Regions from separate parts of the Mus musculus genome. Here regions 2 and 3 are each linked to region 1. A link is a contact called in public HiChIP or PLAC-seq data. All regions are on one chromosome and are shown on one strand. Each heading gives the region's core, a stretch centred on a gene start, on an enhancer-like site or on the middle of the called end of the contact. The rest is flanking DNA. Distances are from core to core; before and after follow the strand shown. Region 1 overlaps Irf2 (interferon regulatory factor 2). Region 2 overlaps Casp3 (caspase 3). Region 3 has its middle 26 kb from the start of Gm31111.

The links. HiChIP or PLAC-seq counts read pairs in DNA pulled down with a chosen protein or histone mark.
Region 2: an HNF4G HiChIP or PLAC-seq map of pancreatic cancer cells shows a contact between it and region 1. The contact joins two enhancer-like sites. A contact is called at or near these places in 1 of 484 Hi-C or Micro-C datasets (the G1E-ER4 cell line) and 3 of 115 datasets of contacts at active chromatin or transcription factors (memory CD8 T cells, microglia and pancreatic cancer cells).
Region 3: a FOXA1 HiChIP or PLAC-seq map of pancreatic cancer cells shows a contact between it and region 1. The contact joins two enhancer-like sites. A contact is called at or near these places in 2 of 115 datasets of contacts at active chromatin or transcription factors (the 230-238 cell line and pancreatic cancer cells).

Annotation. Positions count from the first base shown.
Region 1 is chr8:46,840,705-46,845,839 of GRCm38.p6, reverse strand. It overlaps Irf2 (interferon regulatory factor 2), which reads right to left. Exons shown (of 9, transcript NM_008391.4): 8 at 973-1,019. Among named protein-coding and RNA genes, the nearest start is that of Gm39170, 13 kb to the right of the region's middle. Within about 2 kb of position 3,014, at least 155 of the 459 cell types and tissues checked have an H3K27ac peak or open chromatin away from gene starts, as enhancers often do. A contact at or near this core is called in pancreatic cancer cells, where this site is marked.
Region 2 is chr8:46,627,835-46,632,969 of GRCm38.p6, reverse strand. It overlaps Casp3 (caspase 3), which reads right to left. Exons shown (of 7, transcript NM_001284409.1): 2 at 3,169-3,236; 3 at 529-653. The coding sequence starts at 3,221. Among named protein-coding and RNA genes, the nearest start is that of Casp3, 13 kb to the right of the region's middle. Within about 2 kb of position 2,334, at least 37 of the 459 cell types and tissues checked have an H3K27ac peak or open chromatin away from gene starts, as enhancers often do. A contact at or near this core is called in pancreatic cancer cells, where this site is marked.
Region 3 is chr8:46,650,172-46,655,306 of GRCm38.p6, reverse strand. No RefSeq gene overlaps it. Among named protein-coding and RNA genes, the nearest start is that of Gm31111, 26 kb to the left of the region's middle. Within about 2 kb of position 3,181, at least 60 of the 459 cell types and tissues checked have an H3K27ac peak or open chromatin away from gene starts, as enhancers often do. A contact at or near this core is called in pancreatic cancer cells, where this site is marked.

The DNA.
Region 1 (5,135 bases), core at 1,765-4,264:
TCTTACTTTTCAAGTGAATGCCCATGAGCTGTCCCTGGTCAAGACTGTTCTACAAAGACACGGAACATGATGGCAGCTTGGCTCCTATGCTCAGCCTGTCCAGGCTTGGTACTGGGTAGTGTCCAGACATAATGGATGGCCCAACCTAATGAGTTACCCTGCCTTTTCAGAGGAATAGAGTAAGGAGCTTACAAACAGCAAATGCCTTTTGATTGCTTTTTAAATGGGTGGAGCTGAGACACGGGTTTTTTTTTTTTTTTTTGAGCCACAGTTGGCCTTACTGGTTGCCAAGCAGAAAAGGGATTAAAGGTCCTTGAAGAAACCAGATCATGAAATCAGTCAGCATGGCTGCCTACTGTCCTCTCAGAATTCCCAAACTTGGAATATTAGGAATTCTAACAAACATCAGCTTCTCCTACAACCAATCCCTGTTCTCCCCATCAGCTTTAGAGCCACTTCCTGCCATTGTGTGAGCCTGGCTGGCCTAAGAGGGAAGCCGGAAGCAGGTGGGTGGGGAGCAGAGACTGGACACACACCCTCTCTGCGGGGCCACTGAGGAAGGGACCGAACTGTGAGGAGATCGTTTTACTCAGCTCTTTCTGTTCACTTGCTTACTTCTTTCTGTTCACTGCTTGGGCTGGGTAGGCCATTCTATTTCTGTTGGCAAATCAGGATGTTTACAGCCAGAAGAATATCAACATTTCCTGGCCCTGACTTCGAGTTCCTCTTCCTGCCATGTTATATTGATCTCTCTTCTGAGGGTCACACTGTGCTCCCTCAACCCCGCCCAGCACTTCATTTTAAGATTAGACTAAAAAGCTAGGGTGAATTGTAGGATATGGATGTTCTCTGTCTCTCTCAGTTTTTCTGTCTGTCTGTGTCTATCTGTCTGTCTGTCTGTCTGTCTGTCTGTCTCTCTCACACACACACACACACACACACACACACACACACACACACAAACTGGCTTACCTCTGCGTTCTCTTCATCACTGGCCACACTGTCGGTAGTTTCGCTTTCTGTATAGAAAGAAAAACAGTCTTGTTGCTCAAGCTATTTTGAGGCTGCAGGAAGTGTCTTTAAAACCTATGCCAGCACTTCAGAAATACAAAACTACATGTACCCTCTCCCTCCACTTTGTAAGGTCAAGCACTTCCACATGAAACAAGCTGGAGTGAATTTCAATTCTCTGCTTGATCCTCTAAGAGGAGTGGGCTTTGGGGCTGAGGAGGAGGCTCACTTTCCAAGGCTATGCTGCCAGAGTCCCAGCTTCCCAGGGTGGAGTGCTGTGCCCAAGGCACCTCCTCCCCACTGAAGTTCTGTCCACAAAAGCACACCATCTTTTCTTCTAGTCCATGTTCTCTTGTCACAGGAAGTCCAAGAAGCCTTCCTGTATCTCTCCTGTATCATCCTCCTCTTAGATTTATAGAGATCCAGCTTCCACTGGAGTTAAAGCAGGTGACCATGTTGTAGATGCCCCAAGCCCTTCGCTGAGCCTTTACTGTCTTTGGGACCTGTCCTCCTCAGTTTGGATAGGAGCTGTGACTTGCTTTTAGCCAACAGAACACATCAACGACGTAACTATTATATGAGCAAATTCATGTCATCGTGTAAGATTCAACCTGTCTTTCATGGATACTCTCTTGCCTGCTGGCAGTGTTAGGGAGGCCCACATGGCAAATTTAAGCTAAGGGCTGCTTCCAGATAAAAGCTAGCAAGAAATTAGGAATCTCTGTTCTTCCCCACTTGCAAGGAATCCAGTTCTGGCCAATGCTTCGTGAGGCACTGGCTCAACAGCTGAGTCTCAGACGAGTTGCAGTACTAGTTAATGCCTAATGACAGGTTAGCAAGGCTCTGCTGCAAAGGACCCAGCTAAGCCATCCCTGGATTCCCAACCCAGAGGCTGTGAGTTTTGTACTGTGGTAAGCCATCATGTTTAGGGCTGTACAGCTACATAGCAATAGATAATATAAACCCGATTGGACCTGCCAGCTATGTGACACAGAGAACAGTTCTTAACCAGAGTGAGCTAAAGTTACCTGCTACCTTCCAGAGAGGATTAAATGATGAGGGAGAGGGTGTTTGGGCATTTGGGAAGGCCCTGCACAGAGCTGACACACAGTACCTGTAGTATAATTACTATTTAGCTCTGAGTTTTCACATTGGGCTGGATTCAACAGAGTTACATAGAGTAACTGGCAATTTCATATCATCTGTATGTTAAGTTTTATAAGTTAATAAAAGAATACTGAACAGTTTTTTTTCAGTGTTTGACAACACTCCAAAGTTAATGCATAGAGAGTAGAACATCTAAAGTACACAGTACTTGTAAAGATCTATGGCTCAGTTCTGCTGGAGTCTTTTATCCAGGTCTTGTTCATCCCCTACCAAGATCCTAAACCAGAGAACAGCTGTTATCATCTGGCAATATGTTCTCTAGCTCCTTCTACAATCTTCTGCCCTGGTGTCAATGGTTCTAGGCAAACTAGAACCCTTTCCATCATTCAGAGCATAGCCCAGAGTCCAGGCTCTCCACATATAGCAAATTAAAGAACTAGTAGACAAACTGTCCCCACCCTCCCTTACCCCAGTGCATTCCTGAAACAGACAACAAGCATTCGAGATCCAAAAGTCTCCTCCAGGAATGAGTGTGTTTGCGTTACTCTCAGCCACTGTTCTCCAGAGACTTCAGACAGGCCTGGGAGATTGCCACCGGCTGACTAAACTCAAATCTTTGCCCCTCCACCTCACAGTGTTCTGCCCAGCCCAAAACATCCCCATGTAGGGGGGGGGAGTTACAAATCTCCTAGGTCTTGGCTGACAGTGATCTGAGCTAAAGAGACAAATTGACAATAGGCACAAGAAATGTTTCCAGGCAGAAGTAAACCAAGACCAGAAAAGGAAACTTCTCTCCAAACACAAAAGCCACATTAGCTCAGCCTCCAGAGGACACAGGACAGCCACTCCCAAGAGGAAGAAAAAAATGGGGAACAGAGATGTTGAGAACCTTGGCAAGTGGCGGACTGAGTCAGCAGAGGGGAGAAAACAAAACTGAACTTCGGATCCCAGAGTCGCAAACAGCACAGAGACTATCTCGCTGCTGGCAAACCTTCAAGAGCTCCTTCCTAGTTTCAGGCTTGGCTTTGTTTGTGCTCTGAAGCCTAAGTTTCCCTTCCTTCCACAAGGACCAGACACACTCTCCTCCTAATGCCTCTCTGTAAATCCTAAAGTCTCCTGTGCCTTTCCCCTTCAAATAAAAGCGGATACACAGAGACATCAGGCACACTTGGGAAGGCAGGGGATCGAAAGAAAGAAGCTGTGGTCGGCAGGGTTCTAGGATCCCATGAGCCCAGTCCATAATTGTTGGAAGCTTTGGAAGTTAGATGCTAGGTTAAACTCCTTGGTAAGACTTTGAATATACCTGGAAGGGGATAAGAACCTTAATGTCCTGTGAGTACCAGCATTCAACTGGAGGAATAAAGTTTCGGCTAAGTAAAGACACGCATACTCTGTCTGCCCCGTGGACACAGACACTGACTGGAGAGAATCATTTCTAAATTAAGTTCAACGGTCTCTGGTGTGCTTATGGAACCTCTCGCCACATCAGGAGCTGGGCATAAGGGTTTGCATCTTAACTGACTCCCAAAGACTGGTGCGTTGAAGATCTGGTCCTTAGGTGACAGTGACATTGGGATGAGTTGGAAACTTGTAAGAGGTGAGACCATCTCACTCACACCTATGCAGGGGATCATGGGGCCCCCAGCTCCTTCCTGTCTTTCTTCCCCTTCCCATCCACCATGGTCTGACCAGCTTTGCTCCACACCACATGGTTCTAGCCACGCTGTTCTGTTCCACCACAGTCCCAAAGCAATGGGGCTAAGTAGCTACAAGCTGAAATCTCTTGAAACTGTGAGCCATGCCACCGTCTTTATCTCTTTTAAAACAGATTGCCTCGCATGTTTTGTTACAGCAGCGTGAAGCGTGCTAAGATACCAGTCTCTAACGCCGATTCTTTTTGAGAAGGTGGCCTTGAGGGGCCTTCGGCCTCAGAGGTGCAGGGTTTCCTCAGGCTCGATTTCAGATGAATGGCACTTTTTAATAACTATCACTGAATAGTCTGCTCCAAGCCCTCCTTTCCGTTCTCTGGATTTTTGTCCACCATTTCCAGAATGACTTTTTACATGACAAATGAGCTCGCTGTAGCCGAGGCTTCCAGATCGATGCGACTGCCAAAATGTCAGTGTGCATTATGTCACTTCCCTCTTTTATTAGTTCGGATACTTTTCTAACTGACTTCCAATACAATGGGATAAAGATGATGGAAGTCACTTTGCAAGAGTGGTCAGAATAAGCTGAAATATTTACACAGTAGTAGCAGACACACAAATAACTGATTTAACCTTTCCGGCCCGTTTTTCAACAAGCAGCTAAAAGGGGGGAAAGTGATCAGGACTTGGAACAGATGACCTCACGGGCTCTCCCAGAGCAACAATTCCAGAAATCTGCCACTTCAGGCCAACTCTTAACATCCGCCTTAGAATCCATATTGCCATAGTTACCTCAAGAACATCCCTGAGAGGAGAGGATGTATTTCATGGAACACATTATTGTATTATGTTATATCTGATATATATTTTCTGGAAGGCTCTATTTCCACCAAATCCAATCACCATTGATTTCTTTCCATATAATTTCCTCAGTTATGTTGACATGGAAGATGTAACTGATCGCTCAGTTACTCAAATCAGTGTGTTTTTAGTCTCCACGCCGCTACACCTTTGCCTCAATTACGACATTCATACGGTTCCCGGAAGGATGGTGGCTGGTTGCCCACACAGCCTATTTTCTCTTGATTATACAACCAATTAATTCTTATGCTCCCTACTCAAACCCGTTTTCCACCTCCTCGCTGCTGAATCACCATGATGGCTTTCTTTTACTAAGCCACCAACAATCTAGTTAGATCCTAAAAAGATGAGGCATACGGCCGCATCAAAATATAATGAGGGCTGGGTAGACCAGTGGTGGAGCCCTTTCTCTAGCACATCAAAGCCTTGGTTTTGATCTCCAGCACAGCAAAACCAAGTAAGTAAACAAACAAACAAAGTGACTATGCCTTATGCCTTATGCTTCTT
Region 2 (5,135 bases), core at 1,085-3,584, 210 kb after region 1:
GCCTGAACCAGACACATAGCTCCACAAATGGGAAACACGGCTTGCAGTGGTGGGGGCAGCTCAGTAACCTGAGATAAGAGGCCCTAATTGGTATTCTAGGCTCAGAAACGACCTTGGGGCCCACGTGCCTGAGGCAGTGAATTAAAGGCCTGAGGTCACTAGAGAGACTTTCTAAGCTGCCCCAGGGCAGATGACCTCAGGTGCCAGTCATCCATCTTCATCCCATTTCACCTTGTTGCTTATGAAACGTTTTCTTCTCCCATCACTTGACCTCAAGGCACTGGCTCTGTTGGGCAACAGCAGAATCCAACCTTCCACAGTCACAGGAGAGGCAGAGATGTCCAACATGGAAGAAGAGTTCATATTGAATATGGGACCTGTGAGGTTCCAGGGCTTCTCTACTTTGCCATTTTTCTGTATCAGTTTACTGACTCGTAATCACTCACCACTGATATTGCTTTTCATATTATAGGCAATGTAAATGGGATCAATATTTGAAATATCTAAAACATTACCTTACATACATACCAGTGCTCTTATGGAAGTTCTTATTATTAATTATTATGCATATGCCCATTTCAGGATAATCCATTTTGTAACTACTGTCCAGATAGATCCCAGAGTCCACTGACTTGCTCCCATGTATGGTCTTTCTGCATGGAAACCAAATGACAGTTACAAAGGTAGAAATGAAGATTTTTATTAATACAACTTTTATGACTCATCAGAAGAGTTGACATTTGTTTAAGGCTATCAATGTACCAACCTCATGTTACATCCTTCCTTCATTCAAATTCCACAGCATGTGGGTTTGATCCCAATCACCAAGGAGGAAAAAAAAAAACCCATAGATACGCTCCCGACAACCCATTTAACTGATGTGGAGATAACCCACCAAGGCTAAGTAAAGTGCTGAAGGGTGTTCGGATCCTAAGATGGAATCAAGGTGGAAGGGTTTCCTGTAAAGTCCAATTAAATTTTACCAATTACATCTTTTTAAAAATATTAACCTTGTGTGAAATAATCTCTCCTTTGAGACAAAAATATAATAATCTTGTTTTGTTTTGTTTTGTTTTGTTTAAAGATTTTGTTTTTTGAGGTGGAGTTTTGCTATAGGTAGCCTAGGCTGGCTCTGGGCAGTCCACTTATCTAAGACCCCGACATTAAATCAGTCCTTAAACTTTATAAGCTGAACCAATGAATAACTTATTAATGCACAGTTGAATTACCATAAAGGGTTGGAAATACTTAGGTCAAAGTCTCTTATATAAAAAGGTTAGTCAGGTAGATCAGAGGTCAGTAACCATTTTCTTAAAAGCCCAGATAGGCCGGCCCACAGGCTACCCTCTAGTATAGCCTCAATCTGGCTGGGTGAAACTAGCCCAAGGCAACAGACTTATAAAGGTGTGGCAGCGGTCCAACAACTGTGACAGAGGCTGAGCACAAACCTAGCCCATGATCTAGGACTCTAGGAACAGCCGGACATCAACACTGTGAAGGACACACACTCAGCCTTAAGACTGTCTTCCCTTTTACACAACTCTAAAGATAATGGAAGAGAGTAAAAGCAGTAGATAGCTGGGTGTGATGGCGCACGCCTTTAATCCCAGCACTCGGGAGGCAGAGGCAGGCGGATTTCTGAGTTCGAGGCCAGCCTGATCTACAAAGTGAGTTCCAGGACAGCCAGGACTATACAGAGAAACCCTGTCTCGAAAAACAAAAAAACAAAACAAAAAAAAGCAGTAGATGAAGAGGTCAAGGCAGACCAAAAAAAAAAAAGAGCTGTTAGGTCACACAGGCTGTACATTCCTAATCCAGAAATCTACAACTGGAAATGCTCCAAGATTGGCAAGTCAGCATAAGGCCACAAGTGGAAAATTCCACACCAAGCCCCATGTTAACGGGTCACTTTCAAAATGCAGGCCCACTAAAAATATTATATAAAATGAGCTTTGGTAAAATTTATATGAAACAGCAATGAATTCATAGTATTTACAATGTATAGGCCGGGGAGACAACTCAGAAGGTAATAGCATTTTCTAAGCAGTCCAAACAGCCCTGGGTTCAATCCCTGGAAACTATATAAAAAGTCAGAGAGGTTCTCAACTTGTAGGTTGTGATCCCCCTGGGAAGTCAAATGACCCTTTCATAAGGGTCACATAACAGCAGATAACCTGTACATCAGATATTTACACTACAACTCATAACACCAGCAAAGTAACAGCTATGTAGTAACAATAAAAATAATTTTACAGTTGGGGTGTGTTTGCCATAACCTGAGGGACTGTGTTAAAGGGTTGCAGCATCAGGAATGCTGAGAACCACTGCCCTATGTGGTGACTCACATCTCTGTATTCACAGCACTCCTGCTACAAGATGGGAGGTGGAGACAGGAGAATAGGCCAGAGCTTGAAAAAGAGCCTAGGGCACTCTGCAGCAGAAACAAGGAAAAGTTGGCCTCTAACCTCCACATGTGCACTGCAATACATTCACACCTGTACACACACACACAAACACTCTCACGAGCGCGCACATACACTTGAGCCCCAGCTCTAATGCATTTTTGTTGTATATATGTGAATATGTTCCAACCTGAGAGTCCAAAGTCTAAAACATCCTAAGTTCTAGTCATTTTGGGAAAGGGATAAAATCTTGTAACTGAACTGTAATTCCCATTGCCTAAAGCCGATTGATTTTTCACCATTTTCTGCTGCCGTCTTTATGAGCCAGCACTAGACCAAGACAAGATATCCCTTAACAAAGAACATAGAATCCCAAGCCAGGAATATAAGGGCAGTTAGCAACCTAACCAACCTCCTTGGCCTCAAGATGAGACTCAGAGATGTGAGCTGACATTAAGCTGCACAGCTGTGGGGCAAGAGGTAGCCTGGTCTCTCTGGTTCAAAAACCTTTATTCCCTCTGCTCCCCTTCTCTTCAGGGTGAGCTGTCTTGCGCAAACCCATCTTTGACTATACAAAATTACATTTATATCAATTTCACCAGGCACAGTAGTAACTTGTTCCTATTTTCCTAGCATCTAGAAAACAGAAATCAGAAGACCATCACAAGTTTGAAGCCAGCCTGGACTGCAGAGCTCCGGGTTAGCCGGGGGTAGGTGAGAACATGCCTTAAACAACAACAACAAATACAAATAAATAAATACTCACACTTCAAAATTATTAATGGATTTTGAATCCACTGAGGTTTTGTTGTTCTCCATGGTCACTTTTCTTAGCTAGAAGAGAGAGAAAAAGAGAAGTTACTCATAGCAAATCTTTTATAGAGACACTGCTGTGTATTAGCAATGCCATGCTGATTTCTCCTGAAGTTCTTGTTTTATAGCGAATGCTATTGCTCCCCTAAGTCAGATGTATGGAGAATGGTCCTTTGCAAAGGCACCACTCTGTCCCCATTCTTGTTCTTCCTTTAACTATACATTACATCAAGAAAACAGAGTGTGCAGCTCAATCAGTTGTTTGTTTGTTTGTTTGTTTGATTGATTTGTGTGTCCCTGGCAATCACAACAGTTAATACCTTTTTTCCATGGTCACCCAACAACTCAAGTTAAGTACTGGATCTTGGCTCCCAGCTCAAGACAACTAAAACAAAACGGTCAACAAACTAGCCTCAACAGTCAATACCACAATGGTGACAGCCCAAGGGACTTCCAGATCTCCAGGTTCTCCTACTCAGACACTCGAGACTTCTGATGCTACGTGATCCTGTCCTAAGACACAGGCACCTCTCCTCATCTGCTACATTGAGGAAGCCAGCTCCTTGCTTGTCTTCTAGAGTTCTCCAAAAGGAAAGACACTTGGGGGTGATAGTGTATCTCCCCAAATAAAGAAGACAAGCAGAAATAAGACATAAGACAAGGACTAAAAATCTCCAGTGAATCTCCAGACTCTAGAATCCCTGGCTATGTCAAATATTTCCATCACAATACAACTTTTAACCTCAGCCCTATGCTGAGGTCAAAAATACTACAGCCCCACCAGCTGAGGCCCCAAAGCTAAGTTCCTACCATCTTTCCCCTGGTTTGCTGTGCTGTTGGGAACAGAGAAAGAATCCAGGAAAGAGGAAGTGATGACACTTGAGCCTGGCCACAGAAGAGGACAGTGGCTTCATGGGCCTTCAAGACCAGTCAGTGGTTTGCACCCCTATGAAGGCTCTCTGCTTTCTAGAAAACCACAGGAAGTGGGCACTATTGGGATGCCCCATGTTTTTCAGTCAGCAAGCAGATATTTAGAGGCCACAGACTTTGCACCCAATTCCTACCTTCAGGAAACTTGAAGTCTAGAAAGAAAAAAGAACTGGACGGATGTGGTGTGCCAAGACTCGAGGAAGCCTTAAGGAGTGCTCATGGTTCCCAACCTTGTCAGAAGGCCAATTTAAATGAGGGAAGAAGGTCGATGGCTTTATAAAAGATGCCACAGTTACAGTGGTGACTGTTAGGAAAAATAGGGTTTTAGACACTGTTGGAGCCATGAGGAAGACAAAAAGGGAGAAAGAAACTGTAAGCGTGGACTACTTTAGCTAGGTGGTCAGGGAGTCATTTCTGAAGTGACATTTATAGAGAACTGAATGACTTAGACCCTCTCCCCCCCCCCCCCCACACACACACACACTCCTCCACAGTTGGTGGTGGTATCAGCTAGAGCAAAGGCCTGGAAACAATTTGTTCTATTCAAAGTACAGAAAGACCAGTTTGGCTAGTGCTGGGCCAGGGAGAGTCTCAGGAAAGGCAAGATCACCCGTCCAGTGAGAAGCCTTCGGGAATAGCCTAGGGAGGAGATGATGGAGGCCTGAACTGTAGCTGAACAGTTGAAGGTCTGGGCACCCTGCTGTTTGCAAGTCGATTAGAGGAAGTAAGCCAGCAGAAAACCAGAGAGCAAAGCAGACCAGGTGGACGTGGTGTGCCAAGACACGCAGGGGCCTTTCAGGAACGGTCATCTTTCCTAACCTTGTCAGGAGGCCAATTTAAGTGAGGAAGGCCACTGGCTTTATAAAAAAAAAAGTCACAGCCACAGTGGGGAATGTTGGCTATAGAAGGGACTATTAGGAAAAACTATCCAGGCCCGAATGACTAGATACTATTTTTTTTAGTGGCATGTTGGGTATTACCCAGAGGGCT
Region 3 (5,135 bases), core at 1,932-4,431, 190 kb after region 1:
GAGTCATCACTGTTTTAGAATGTGGTGGAGAGCCAATTGCTAGTCCCTGGTCTAGGACTACAAGAAACAATAGCAAAATGTAATAATATGAATAGGGTTGACATCCTGGTTTGGGAAGACAAGAGTTAAGATCTAGTGCCTTAGTATTTAATAGCTATCTTAGCAGTTAGCAGGCCTTGAATAAATTCCCTCTACAGTGAATTAAGCAGATCTTCCCATGAATAGGCTCCAACATTCACCCACCTTATTTAAGGTTTATGCAGATCAACTAGAAGAGCCTATCATACTTGTGAATAAAAACATCACATTCTGCATCACAACCCAACCTGATATCCTTTAGCTGTGTGTATTCTTCCAAAAGTATCCAGAAGACTGAACGTTCTACAGAGTAATAATTTATATGGAGAGATTGCCAGTGTTATAAGCTGTGGGTTTGGTGCTAGAAGCAGGGCTGCTGTTTTGTTTGATCAGTTGGCTGGTTTGCTTTCATTTTGGTTTCCTGGGTTTACCTGAGACAGAGTCTTGCTAAGGCATCACAAGCTGGCCTAGAACGTATGTTCCTCCCACTCCCTCCTGAAGTGGGAAGGTGTGGCACCACAGCCACCCTTGCTGCTTTTTAACGACACTGCAAGCTTCTTTTTCTGAACAACATTTTTATATTTTGTCATTCCTGTCAAGTTTGAAAAATATGAGTATCAGAAACATTGTTGATGTGAATGGCTCTGCCACATCTGTCCCCACTGTCCTGAAGATCCCACTCATACTTACTGGACAAGGCATTTTTTTCTAAAGTTTCATTTATTTACTTATTTAGTGTGTGTTATGTGATTTATGTGGGTGGTGTATGTGTGTGTGTGTGTGTCCATGGAAGCCAAAGGAGGGCATTGGATCGCCTGGAGCCAGCGTTACAGGCAGTTGCAAACTGCTCACTGTAGGTGCTGGGAAGTACACTTGGTTCATGAGAGGCACAGCAAGTGCTCTTGACCTCTGAGCCATCTCAGCTCCAGGACAAGGCCTTTCAGACTCTGCTTAAATGAAGCCTTTTCCAACATCAGCTGGCAAGTATTCATATACGAGTTCCTTCTCTCTGACCTGGAAAGATACAACTGCTATGGCATAGGTTTATATCCAGGGCAGCATAACTGAGACACATCAAGTCCAAATAGCTATAAATACCTTTCAAGAGGAATGAACTATCTATGTCTTCTGGGGTTTTTTGTTTGTTTGTTTGTTTTCTTAAGCTGGAAAACCAGGGCACTTCGTGAAGCACTGGTGTCCCACCTTGCACATCCTGGAGCATGTGACTCACATCCCATTCATTGTTCTTGGGATGGATGCATCTCTGATCCTCTGTGATGGGACATGAATCAAATGATTGGAAATAGAAACAAGTCATTGGCAAAGCCGAGCGGCCATCTAAGCGGTGCTGAAGATAAACTGGGTGCGAGCCCTTCTGATATTTTGCTAAGTATTTTTCCTACTGCATTTGGGTCTGTCAGAAAAGAATGCTTTTACTTTTTAAAAACAAGGGTCTAGGGCTAGTGAAGAAACTCAGTTGCTAGACCTGCTAGTCTGGCTTGGCCAAAGCCCAGGGTCGGATGCTCATGACCATATAAACTGGATACAGTGGCATATATATGTCTGTAATCCCAGCACTAAAGGGGTAAAGGAAGGAAGGTCAGAAGTTCAAGGACATGCTCAGCTACATAAGGAGAGAGTTTGAGGACATCCTGGGCTACATGAGACCCTTTCTCAAAAATAAAATTAAGCCAGGCAGTGGTTGTGTACCCCTTTCATCCCAGCATTTGGAGGCCGAGGGAGGTGGTGAGTTCAAACCAGCCTGGTCTACAGATCAAGTTCCAGGAGAGCCAAAGCTACACAAAGAAACCTTGTGTCAACAAACAAACAAAAGAAGAAGAAGAATAAATAAATATTAAATTAAATTAAGATTAAAATCAAGGGTACAGTCTAAGAGTGAGAATGAACAAAGGCTAGCATTACGGAGCCAAGAATATCATAGTTGCAGAAGACAGACTATTTTGATATGTCATCTCTTCTAGGAAGAAACACCTGAATATTTTGTAACTGTCATTAGTCATCAATTGTCCCGGAAGGAGAGCCAGCATTCCTGAACACATAGCGGCTTTTCAATTTGTTTTGAAGAAACGGTGTCCAGTTGAGAATGAACAAACATTCAGCCAGGGAATGCTTTGGCTGACACAGCAGGGTAGGGTAGCTGCCTGATTCTGTTTGCCTGAGTAGCTATCTTCTACAAGTTCCTGTCTTGCTAGACCATCCCCTTCTGGGTCCTTGACTAGACAAAGGCTTTTCATGGAGGGTTAGCGAAGACACACTGTAGTCTTTGTCCATTGGAGTAGGTTGCTGGCTTCCCCAACATTCCTCCAACAGGAGAGGCAAAAAGAAAACTACAGTTGGGGTTGGGGCAGTGAGACAATAGGTCAGTTAGTAATGTGCTTGTTTTGCAAGCATAAGGACCCAAGTTCAATCCTTAGAATTCATGGAGAAGCCAGGCATGGCGGCCAGAGTTTATAATCCCAGATCCAAGGGAGCAAAGATAGGCAGGTTCCTGGGGTTCACTCCCACAAAGCCTAACTAAGTGAGCCCCAAGCCAGTGAGAGACCCTGCCTCTGCCTCAAAAACAAGGTGAGTGGCACCCGAGAACAACAGTCAAGGTCAGGTCTCCATAAGCACGTATGTGTGGGTGTGCATGTGTGTGTGTGTGTGTGTGTGTGTGTGTGTGTGTGTGTGCACGTGCTAGCATGCACACAAAATAAGGGAGGAAGGAAGGAAGGAAGGAAGGAAGGAAGGAAGGAAGGAAGGAAGGAAGGAAGGAAGGAAGGAAGAAAGGGAGAGAAGGAGGAAAGTTGGAGGAAGGGAAGAAAGAAAAGCCAGAAGATCCACTGCCAGGTCATTTCCTGTGCTGCTCACGTCCTATCAGGTTTGTCTTCCTTGGCATATTTCCAGTCTTAGAATTACTTTAGGGCTGGAGAGATGGCTTAGCCAATTATAGACTAGACTCACAACCAAAAAATATAAGAATTATTTTAATATGACTTTCAATATTCTTGGCTAAACATCAGAAGTAAAAGGTCTAATTTGAATGGCACGCACATATTTAATCTGATAAGACACAGACTGCCCGCCCGGTTTGAATGTGAGGTGTCTCCCACGGGCTCTCAAACACGTGACCCAGAGCTGGCACAACTGCTTGGGAGGCTGTGGGACCTTCAGGAAGTAGGGCGATATTGAAGGATGTGAGTCACTAGGGGATGGGGGATGGGGGTGAAGGCAATACCTGCTTCTGGTTACAGCCCCAGGTCTCTCTGCTTCCTAGGCTGCTTCGATGTAACAAATTGTTTCCCATGCTCTGTTTCCCACACAGCGACGGCCAGCAGCCACTGAGCCATGAGCTGAATAAACCTCTTTTCCCTTAAGTTGCTTCGTCAGGGATTTTGTCACAGCAGTGAAAAAGTTGACTACACAGACAACTCCCCAAGAGGCTGCCAAATTTTAGGTTCTTAGGCGTACAGGTTGGAGCTGCTCGCCCTGAGCCGGTATCAGGCTTCACAGAGGCTTTTCTAACCAGCCTGATGCTCACAGCCTTTCAATTCTTCAAACCTCCTGGCACTGGAAGACCAGGCCAGGCCAGACACCATCTGACACTGAGATTCTAGAGTTTGAATCCCGCATATAGCTCTTAAGCTTAGCCTTGCCTTTTTGTTGATAAATCACCTTTTATTTATTTATTTATTTATTTATTCATTCATTTAATATATCTTTTGAGAATTAAATGTGTACATATTGTAGGGATGTCACATACACCTCCTTCTCATCCCTGCAAGTCCTGTGTCTCCCAGACTCCCTCTGAAATTCATGACCTATTCTTCTTTAATTACTGATTCATATCTGTATGTATGTATATATATATATACACATATCTATATCTATATCCAGCTGAATCCATTTAATGCTGCTCCTATGTATCTATATTGAGGGATTACCATGTGGGACTGAAGAACCTATCAGGAGACTGGAGCCTAAAGAAGATTAATTCTGCTATTTGCAGTTGTTAATTGCTGTAGCCTATCATCCAGGGATGGGCCTGGATAAAAACCATTGAGGCTATGCACCCAGGGGCAGTTGTTCTTTGCATTTGGATCATTTGAGGATTTCTGTAACAGTCTCTCCCTGCCACAAAAGAGCTTTATTGGTGAGTGGTGAGAGCTACAGTTTCCCTATGGATTGTCTTTAGAACAGATACAAAGTATGCAGAGATAGGAAAGTAGCAGTAGCAGGCTCTCCTCTAGGCTCTGGGACCTCACCAGCCATGGATCTTGCTAGATTTTCAGGACCAGACATGGATTCCCTCCCATCCTGTTAGTTCCTTCCAAGATGTCGTAAGTGCCACCATTGCACCCTTCAGGATATGTTGCCCTCCTGATCATTGTCATGGTTCATATACTTTATAGCCGAATAATTTTAATTGATTTTTCCTTTGACATTTTGCATAGTGCCTTTGAGTTCCATGAGAAGTATTCCTCAAGGAGGGGTTAGCTTCACAGTTTGTCACTGTGAGAGGTTCTTCCTTACGGGAGAACTAGCAATGCCCGGTCTTCTTTTGAAAAAATCCTTTTAAGAGAGGTGAGTTATACACTGTCCCCACCCCCATGAACCCCCATCAACTCCATTGCCTTCTTTCCTCTATTGCCAACCCCCAGGATCACCCAGGCCTGAGGGGCTTCAGTAATACCCAGGATAGACTCAGGCCTGCCTATCCCCTGCCTGCCGGGTCCATCTGGGACACAGCTAGCAGAGGTGAGCTCCACATTGTTCTCTGCTCCACTGCCTTCCCTCCTGAAGAGGTCTGCCAACCCCCAGGGACATCCAGGCCTGCGGGATCCCAGAAACGCCCAGACAGGAGCCTAGCACAACTGTCACCTGAGGCTTCATCCAGCAGCTGATAGAAATAGATTCAGAGACTCACAGATGAACATCAGGGGGATGATATTCTACAAGGGGAATCTTGTAGAAGAACCTGGGGAAGTTGGAGGGGTCAAGGACTCCACGAGAAGACCTACAAAGCCACCTAGCAGGGCCCATGGAGGCTCACAGAG